3 separate regions of the Gossypium hirsutum genome follow, and all the other regions are linked to region 1. A link is a contact called in public Hi-C data. All regions are on one chromosome and are shown on one strand. The core of a region is the stretch at or near the end of the contact, and the rest is flanking DNA. Distances in the headings are between cores, read along the strand shown. Region 1 holds the start of LOC107935247 (transcription factor bHLH18). Region 2 holds the start of LOC107943407 (auxin-responsive protein IAA9). Region 3 holds the start of LOC107935254.

What was found. Hi-C and Micro-C count contacts between places; a contact is called where the count stands out from the background.
Region 2: a Hi-C map of leaf shows a contact between it and region 1, with 3 times the contacts expected there. The contact joins the promoter of LOC107943407 here to the promoter of LOC107935247 in region 1. A contact is called at or near these places in 2 of 34 Hi-C or Micro-C datasets (both in leaf).
Region 3: a Hi-C map of leaf shows a contact between it and region 1, with 1.9 times the contacts expected there. The contact joins the promoter of LOC107935254 here to the promoter of LOC107935247 in region 1. A contact is called at or near these places in 4 of 34 Hi-C or Micro-C datasets (callus, leaf and seedling).

The regions. Positions count from the first base shown.
Region 1 is chrA02:104,381,484-104,384,376 of Gossypium_hirsutum_v2.1, forward strand. LOC107935247 (transcription factor bHLH18) reads left to right here and starts at 1,415. Exons shown (of 4, transcript XM_016867816.2): 1 at 1,415-1,595; 2 at 1,672-2,154; 3 at 2,231-2,608; 4 at 2,701-2,893. The coding sequence starts at 1,560. The coding sequence ends at 2,775.
Region 2 is chrA02:104,162,344-104,165,236 of Gossypium_hirsutum_v2.1, forward strand. LOC107943407 (auxin-responsive protein IAA9) reads left to right here and starts at 1,478. Exons shown (of 6, transcript XM_016877161.2): 1 at 1,478-1,705; 2 at 2,572-2,893. The coding sequence starts at 2,605.
Region 3 is chrA02:104,515,659-104,518,551 of Gossypium_hirsutum_v2.1, forward strand. It overlaps LOC107935254, which reads right to left and starts at 1,435. Exons shown (of 2, transcript XM_016867821.2): 1 at 1,169-1,435; 2 at 1-588. The coding sequence starts at 565.

The DNA.
Region 1 (2,893 bases), core at 165-2,664:
TAGTAGATTAGTAACCAATTGATGAGTAGAAGAATATACCTTAGATCCAAGTTGATTGACAGTTGTGTCGAAAATCAAAGAAGAAAATTATTTGGATGTTGGTTCGTAAATACATGATGTTCAAAGTTGTTTCATGAAAAAACTAATTGTAGAAGAAAAAAGAAATGAAAGCTTTCAATTAGTGTAAGTGGCGTTAATAATAAAAGGTCATATAGTAGTGATTTTATTAGTCTAATAATTTAAATAAAAACTCTCAAATAATTTAATTATCATTTTATAACTTTTTAAATTACTATTTACTATTTTATATTTTGTATGTAAATTTAAGCATTATTAATAAATAAATAATGTAAATTCAGCTTCATATATATTAAATATAGGAAAACTCATAGTGGACAAAAGAAAAAAGAGTTTACTTAAAATGTTGAGGGCAGTGAACCCTAATTCTTGGAAGCTGTTTGTATTCAAATCCTTTTTCGGATATAAAAAATGTGTTTCTTACATGTCTACATATACTCTCTTAGAAAAAGTCAAATCCATTTAGTAACATAAAAAATTTTGACAACTACGTAAATAGAATATAAATATATAAACATGTGAAAAATACACAAAATGACAAAGTATAAGAGTATGTAAAATCTTAATTTCGATTATGAAAGGATGATATAATATAAATATATGAATTATTTGGCATTAAATTATAGAAAAAATTATTTTCACTCCAAACATAATATATATAATTTAAAGAGCGATTTATCGAAATACACACAATTACCTCTAAAAGAATGTAAGTATTTATGTTTGGTAGAATTTGAATTCGTACCCTACAACATATATAACAATTACTAGCAACTATGCTACTATTCAAGCTAGTTGTAGGGCATGGGCTTAAATTCTACCAAGTACAAATAGTGACATTTCCTTAGTAGGTGAATGATTTATCTTGGCAAAACACTTCTATTTAGTTGAACGTTTTAGCCAATCAAACTCTCCATAGATTCATAACACAACCTTAATGAAAGACAATACCATTTATTAAGGGTTTTATTGGCTACTAGCAATCGATACTTTTAAGATTTTATCCAATTCAATTCCCTTAACAAGTCAAAACCCAAAATAACTACCCATAAAATTTTTTTAAAAAATGCTTAAAATTCCTAAAAAAAAAAATTCTTCCTTAACACAAAGAAACTAAGCTAAATATTAAACTAACTTATATGTGAAAAACCCAAATAGACAACGGAAAAAGGAAAAAGAAAAAAGATCAGATGTTGATATTAGCATAAAAAAAACAACAACAAAAAAGAGAAAAATCCAGAAACAAACCCACCATATGAACAGTAAAGAAAACTATAAAAATGAAAGCCCTACTTTCACACTTAGCAAGAACACCATATACTACTTAGAACCGCGTACAATATGGTAACACCTGTATATATATAGCTTTCACAAATTAATTAGTTCCACCACTTCCACTCTCCAATTGGGAAACAAAAATAATTCCAGTTTTTAAAGTCATCTTTTCCAACACCAAAAGTTCCAGAAAAAAGGGTTCTTTAATGGAAATCGTTTCAAACAAATGGATATCTGAAGTGGTAAAAAAGCACACTCTTTTTTCTTTCTGCAATTCTTTGATTTTCCCAGATTTGCTTAAGTTATTTGATTTTGCAGGAAACAGTGGAGGATCCCACGTTTTTCCCACAATTTGCAATACCAAACATGGATTATTCATTTGATGATACCAATTTCCAGTCTTTTTCTTCTGAGAGTTATTCATCTTATCCAAATATAAACAATGGTTCATCCAATATTCAAGCTTTTCATCAAGTGGTCGACGACAACGAGTTCAAAAGGCCAATGAAACAACTCAAGACAGACAATAACTGGAATTTTTCGATCAACGAAAACATCCCACCACCACCACCACCAAAAGCTTCTTCTTCTTCTTCCCCATCTTCTCATATAATCTCCTTCCATAACTCGAATCCATCACCGGCTGTATCTCAACAATACTATGAGGTTACAAAAAAAGTGGGTTCTATGACAAGGACACCATTACATGCTCAAGACCATGTAATTGCCGAAAGGAAACGCCGTGAAAAGCTTAGCCAAAGGTTCATATCACTTTCAGCACTGATTCCAGGCTTGAAAAAGGTAACAAATTTCCATGATTTCATGTTCAAATTTTCGGGTTTTATCTTTTATGCTGAATTGTTGATGTAATATGCAGACAGACAAAGCTTCTGTCCTTGGAGATGCTATAAAGTACATGAAACAGCTTCAAGAGAAAGTGGCAACACTTGAAGAGCAAGCAGCTAAAAAAGCAACGGAATCAGTGATTTTTGTTAAAAAAACCCAAATTTATGCAGACGATGAAACATCTTCATCTGATGAGAATTTTGATAGCAACCAAACAAACAACAAGCTGTTCCCTGAGATTGAAGCTAGAGTCTCAGACAAAGATGTGTTGATTCGAATCCATTGTGAGAAGAACAAAGGGTTCATTTCAAACATCATGAACGAAGTCGAAAAGCTTCATCTCTGTGTGTTGAATACTAATGTGTTGCCCTTTGGACAAGCTACTCTTGACATCACCATTGTTGCTCAGGTAATAATAATAATTAACCTTGTTACCCTCGTTCCTCCATTTTTTTTTAAAAAAAAACCCTTGACTTATTTAGACTTTAAAATATTGTGCAGATGGAAGCTGAGTTTTCAATGACAGTGAAGGATCTGGTGAAAAGCTTACGACTGGCTTTGTTGAAGTTCATGTGATGAACAAGGTTGCCACACTGAATAAGGTCTATATAAAGAGTTCTTTTTATAGTTTTTTTTTTTTTTGGATCAGTGATGATGTTCTTGTTGGGTTTCTTTTTCCCTTCAAACCTTAAAA
Region 2 (2,893 bases), core at 228-2,727, 220 kb before region 1:
TCTATTTTTGGCCAATGATTGTTCCTTTTTCCTTTTTAAGAGCTTAGAAATTTAATATTTGAATACCTTCAATTAGAAAGCCATAAGTAAAAAAAACATATTAGGATTTTTATTCAGAGAACTTCTTATCTTATAAAGAGAAACACATCTTCCTTTTATAGTTGAAGGAGATATAATACAACAAAATAGTAAACAGTACATTGGATAGATATTAGACATTAAAGCATAAAGTAAACAGTACATAAAGTAAAAATAGTAATTAATTTAATTAATTATTAACCATTTTTATATTTAAAATTTTTTTCTGTAATCATCCTTTGCTTTAATAGAACAATTAGAACGCTAGTCCAAAATAATCACACAATTAAAACGATTTTTCATTTTTCATTTTTATCTATTTCAGTCTTATTCTGCTTCACTTCAATTTAATTTTGGCATCTCGTTTTTAATATTTTAAAAATTAAGTAAATATTTAAATATAATTATTCAGAAATTAATTAAACATAAAATATATAAATTTTTTATATTACGTTAGTATATTTTTATCCTTTTAATGGTTACTTTATATACACAAGAATAAAATGGTAATTTCATATAGTGAAGTAGGGCGAGGCAGGGCAAACAATTCCCATAATCACTCCAGATCTATTATTCAAAAGAAAAAATCCACCCTCCCCTACATCCGCTCTTCAAAAAAGAAAATTCGTTCTAAATAGAATTTATCGGTTCAAAATCCATCAAGCTCATCCCTAACTAAGTTTGAGTTAAATCAATTAAAAACTATAAAAAAACTTTAATTAAATTTATTAGTTGATTTAAGTTAATTGAATTAATAGAATATCAATTGTTTAATCAGAGATAAATCAAATTATATATTGTCATTAATTTTTGAAACTAAATTTAAATAATTAAAAATGTGTATTTACTATAATAGCTACAATTTTCTATTGAAATTATAAATTTTAATATTAGTAGTAGACAAATTGTATTACTAGTTTTTGTATTCCAACCCTATATTTTAATTTATATTATTATATACTATTAGTTTTATATTAGGAGTAAAGTTGTAAATTTAGTCAATGATCTCAAATTTTTAAATTTTAATTTTTGACGTAAGTAATCATCGTTAAATATTTTTTTTTAAATAATAAGTGAAAATGATAAATTGACATGATATTAGATATATAATAATATGTTTACCGTAAAAAATTCTAAAAGTAACAAAACTTAATGAATTCACTAACTATTTTTTTAAATACGAGTAAAATTTTAAAAAGAAAAAAATATAATAACTAAATCCATAACTTACTTATAATACAACGAGTAATGCAGACATTAACTAACAATAACAAATACAATTTTTTTTTTCTTTTTTCAAAATCAAACATCTCAACCGTTAGATCAAGATTCCCCTCCCCCCAACTTCTTGATCGGCGCAGCAAAAAAAAACGACCTGGTCCACAATCTTTCAAAGGGGATCATAAAAATTACGCCACCTTTTTTATGTCTATTTTCGCTTTTGCCCCTCCATTTTTTATTTTTTCAAGTTCCTCGGCCTTTGTTACTTTCTGCTTAATGGAAGGACCTTAAAGCTTTATTTATTTATTTATTCATTTTCTCTGCAGTTCGTGCATTTTTCGCCTGCAATTTTTGAAAGCAGTAATCGGTCTTCTTCTCTTTGTTCCCTTCACTAAACTTTTCTTCGGTGAGTTCCTTTTTTTTTGTGAAATTCTTTTGTTTAGATTTGCATTTTTTCCTTTTTTTGTTCGTTTGTTTCTGTTTTGCAGTTCCGCTTCATTTCAACTGTAAGATCTCCAGTTTTTTTTCTTAAATTCAGTTTGTTCTGTTTGGTTGCCCGGAAAACGAAAGAAAATGGATGGAGAAAGATTAGTACCTTCCGTGTTTTTTTTTTTTGCTTTTTTTTGTTTGTTTTGTTTTTCTTTTTTGTTCTGCTTATTGTTCAGGAAAAATGGAAAACTCAACTATCTTAAAAAGGATTTTAATGCGTAGAACAGTAAGGCTTCAGTGAACATTTTTTTCTCTTTTTCATGATCTAAACAAAATTTGTGTTTTTATTTCTATTATTTCTCATCAGCAGCAACCTATTGGAAAACCAATACTAATAGTAGTTAATTTTTCGTAGCATTATTTTTAAATTGGACTCGGATTTTTGTATGTTCTTTTTTTCTTGTTAAATCACGGAGTAGAGATTATTCTCCAAATGTTAAGGATATTTGTATATTCTTTTATTAGCATGCGATTTAGTTTTTGTGAAGTAAGACTGGTTGAATGCAGATTAGCTAGGGCTTTACACCATTGTTTGAGCTTTGGAGCTGAAAACTTTCAGTAATTTAACCTTTAGAATGTGAGCCATAAAAATGACACAAATTAACCATGGTAGCTGGAGTTTCTTAAGAAAAAAAGGTTGAAGTGGCTTTTCACCAGGATCCGTCTGTTGTATTTTTAGTGGTGTTAAATCTTTTGTTTTTCCTTTCTTAAATGGTTTGGCTTAAAAAGCGTTTTTCTTGAAGTTAGCTGAAAATATTGATTTGTTTTTCTTTTTCTATGTAGTAAAGAGGCTATTTTGAGAAGTTTTGGTTTCTGATGTCTCCACCGCTGCTGGGCGTGGAGGAGGAAGTGCAGAGTAGTGTTTCTTCTCCCTCTGTTGAATGTATCTCCGAGAATGGCATGGGGTTAAAGGAGCGTAATTATCTTGGATTATCAGATTGTTCTTCAGTTGACAGCTCGGGTGTCTCGAGTAATCTGAATTTGGCTACGGAGCTTAGGCTCGGTCTTCCTGGATCACAATCCCCTGAGAGAGAAACAGAGTTTTGCTTGTTGAACTTGGGAAAACTTGACGAGAAGCCACTATTTCCTCTACTTCCTTCCAAAG
Region 3 (2,893 bases), core at 185-2,684, 130 kb after region 1:
GAACCCGATCATCCGAGCTACCTGCATTCTCTATCTCACCTTCACTCTTCTCCATCTCATTGCTCTCTTCCCCAATCTCTTTATTTTCCTTTTCTCGACTATCCTTGATGTTCTCTTTCTCTTCATTATCGCCTTCACGAGTCTCCTCATTTCCTTTGTTTTCATTTTCCATAGTCTCTTCGTTATCGTCATTCCTATGTTCTTCACGCTCAGTTCCCTCCTCGGGTATCTCATTATCATGCTCATGCATCCCACCGACTTCCCCATTTCCTTCATCTTCGGTTACCTCAGGCTTATTATCTTCATCCCCATTCTTACTTTCTTCCTCTTCTTCCTCCTTATGCCGTGCATCTGTAACAGTCATCCCTTCCGATCGAGGGAAGTCCTTTCGCCCCAACTTCACAACATCACTCCCAGATTTCTCATAAATGGCTTTCTTCTCCCCAGAGTGCTTAACTTGGTAAAGCAGCCAAATGCAAATACCAACAAGAACACATATTTGTAGAGCATGCTTCACCTTCAATCCTTTCGATCTTTGGTTCCTACCAGGTGAAAGCCGGAACATGTCGGACTTCCTTTCGATTTAACCTGTCGGCAAAACATCGGAAAAACATCGAAATTCTTCAAAATCCGACATATTCATGTAATTCAACTTAATAATACCACAACATTTCATCAACTAGAAGTTTGCAATAAAGCCGAAAATGAATCATATGAAAGAAATTAATGCGAAAAATCAAATCGACAGTGTTTATGCAATGAAAAATCCAGATCAACCCATGAACTAAATATTCAAGTGGTAGTTTATTATGAACAAAACTTAAAATAATTTATATGCAATTCAACTTTTCACTTCCCAGCATACTAATAATAACAACAATTACACTAATCCAATCCAAAGAGAAAATTCCATAAAAAATGAAAAAGAAGAAGTAAATATTAGACCTTAAACTAACAAAAATATAAAGATCACTATTAATAAAGCACAAAAACAGAAAAGCAAAAAAAAACAGCAACTTTTTTTTTTGCGGTAATGGTAGTGGAAAAGGAATAAAATGCAGGATCGAAAAGTGGATTATAATCTGAAACAGATCAACAGCTTGCATTTTTAAAGCAAACCCATTTTTAATACTTGAAAATTAAATTCAGAAAGCATTGATAGACTTACCCAGAATCCAAATGATCCCCCAAAAGGAAACTAAAACTAACGAAGGAGAGATTTTAACTTTTCTTGGGAAATCCCGAGAATGGTTAAGTTTCCAGGAAAATTTTAAAGAAGAAAGAAAAAAACTTGACTTCGAGATTAGGAAACTTTGTGTGTCGGTGGCTGAATGAACTTGGATCTGGAAATGTGGAAACAGTGCCTTTTTTTCAACGCCACATATATGTTCATATGGAGTCCTTCTTAAAAAGTGTCTACATTTTATTAAATGTCTATATAATTTGTTTACATTTAAAGTTTGTATTTTTATATTAAAAACTATTAATTTAGTTGAATATATAAGTTAAAGATTAAAACTTTAACTTTAGATCGATCGAGAGTCCATCATGGATAATTGTGTAAAAATTCTTTAGCTAAAAATGATTAATTAATCAAAAGTCCTTAAAAGATTGATTAGATTTTAAATTACTCCTTCTGTTAACTTAATTGTCAATTTAGATGTCAAATACTAGTTCAAATTTGATGTGAATAATATTTAAAACACGTGGACCCAATGGTAATTACATATCAACGCAAGGATAAAGCCAGAAATTTTTCTAAAGGCTGAGATTAAGTTATATATTTTTATAAGAGCTAAAATATAAATTTATCCTAATATTAGCTTTTTTCTTTATGGTTTTCAAAAAGACTAAATCGAAATGTTAGCATTTTGGGAGGAGATAAAATATAACTTAAGATTTTATAAATTTTAGATGACTAAATCAATAAATTTTCATTTTAGAGTGGCTAGGGCTTTGCATGCCTCTCTTTCTTCACCCCTGTGTTAAAGTATCAATATTGTATGAATCAAAGCTTTTTATCTCAACACCCCCCCCAAAAAAAGGATTTTTGTCAATTTAGTCGTTAATTTAAACATTAAACGTTAGTTTAGATCTAATGTGAAGAATATTTAAAATACATAGATCCAATTGTAAATAAATATCAAAATATTAATATTTTTTATACAATGCCTAAATTACTCATAATCGTTTCCAACATTTAAATAAGAGAATAAATGCACTTTAGTATACTCGAACCCATATCCTCTTACACCAACAATAATATTGATGTCAACTGAACAATACTCAATCAGTTCAAAGTACTAATATTATATCAACCAAATCCTTCAGTCGATTTAGACGATAAATGTCAATTGAGATCTAATGAGACAAATATTTAAAATACATGAATTCAACTGTAAATATGTCTTTTTATAAATTGATCTATTATTTTAAATATAACATTTAAGCTAACTTCTAGGTTGACATAGACATAATTAATATGTTACTGTAGTTTAAGGATTCAATCAGAATATTTTAAAATTTGAGGACCAATTTAGAATTTATACTATAGTTAGATAACAAAAAATATATTAGACAAATTAAACTCATAATCTCTCTGCCAATCTCACTCTTTCTGTTTTTACTCACTCTCTTAAAAGCGCGTGAAAAACACACAGATATTAAACTGTGTCGTTCTGTCTGAATTGGCCGCATCAATCGCTGTCAATTTGGAAGAGAACTCAACATCGGGAGGTGGTAAGTAATATGAACTCATTATTTGAAACATCAAACAAAAATTATTCACATTTTTCCCCCCAAATTAGGCCACATGTCAAATGTCAACAACACCCATATGTTAAAGTCGGTGATCGGTACATTGATGATTTTTTTAACATTATTATTGCATCAA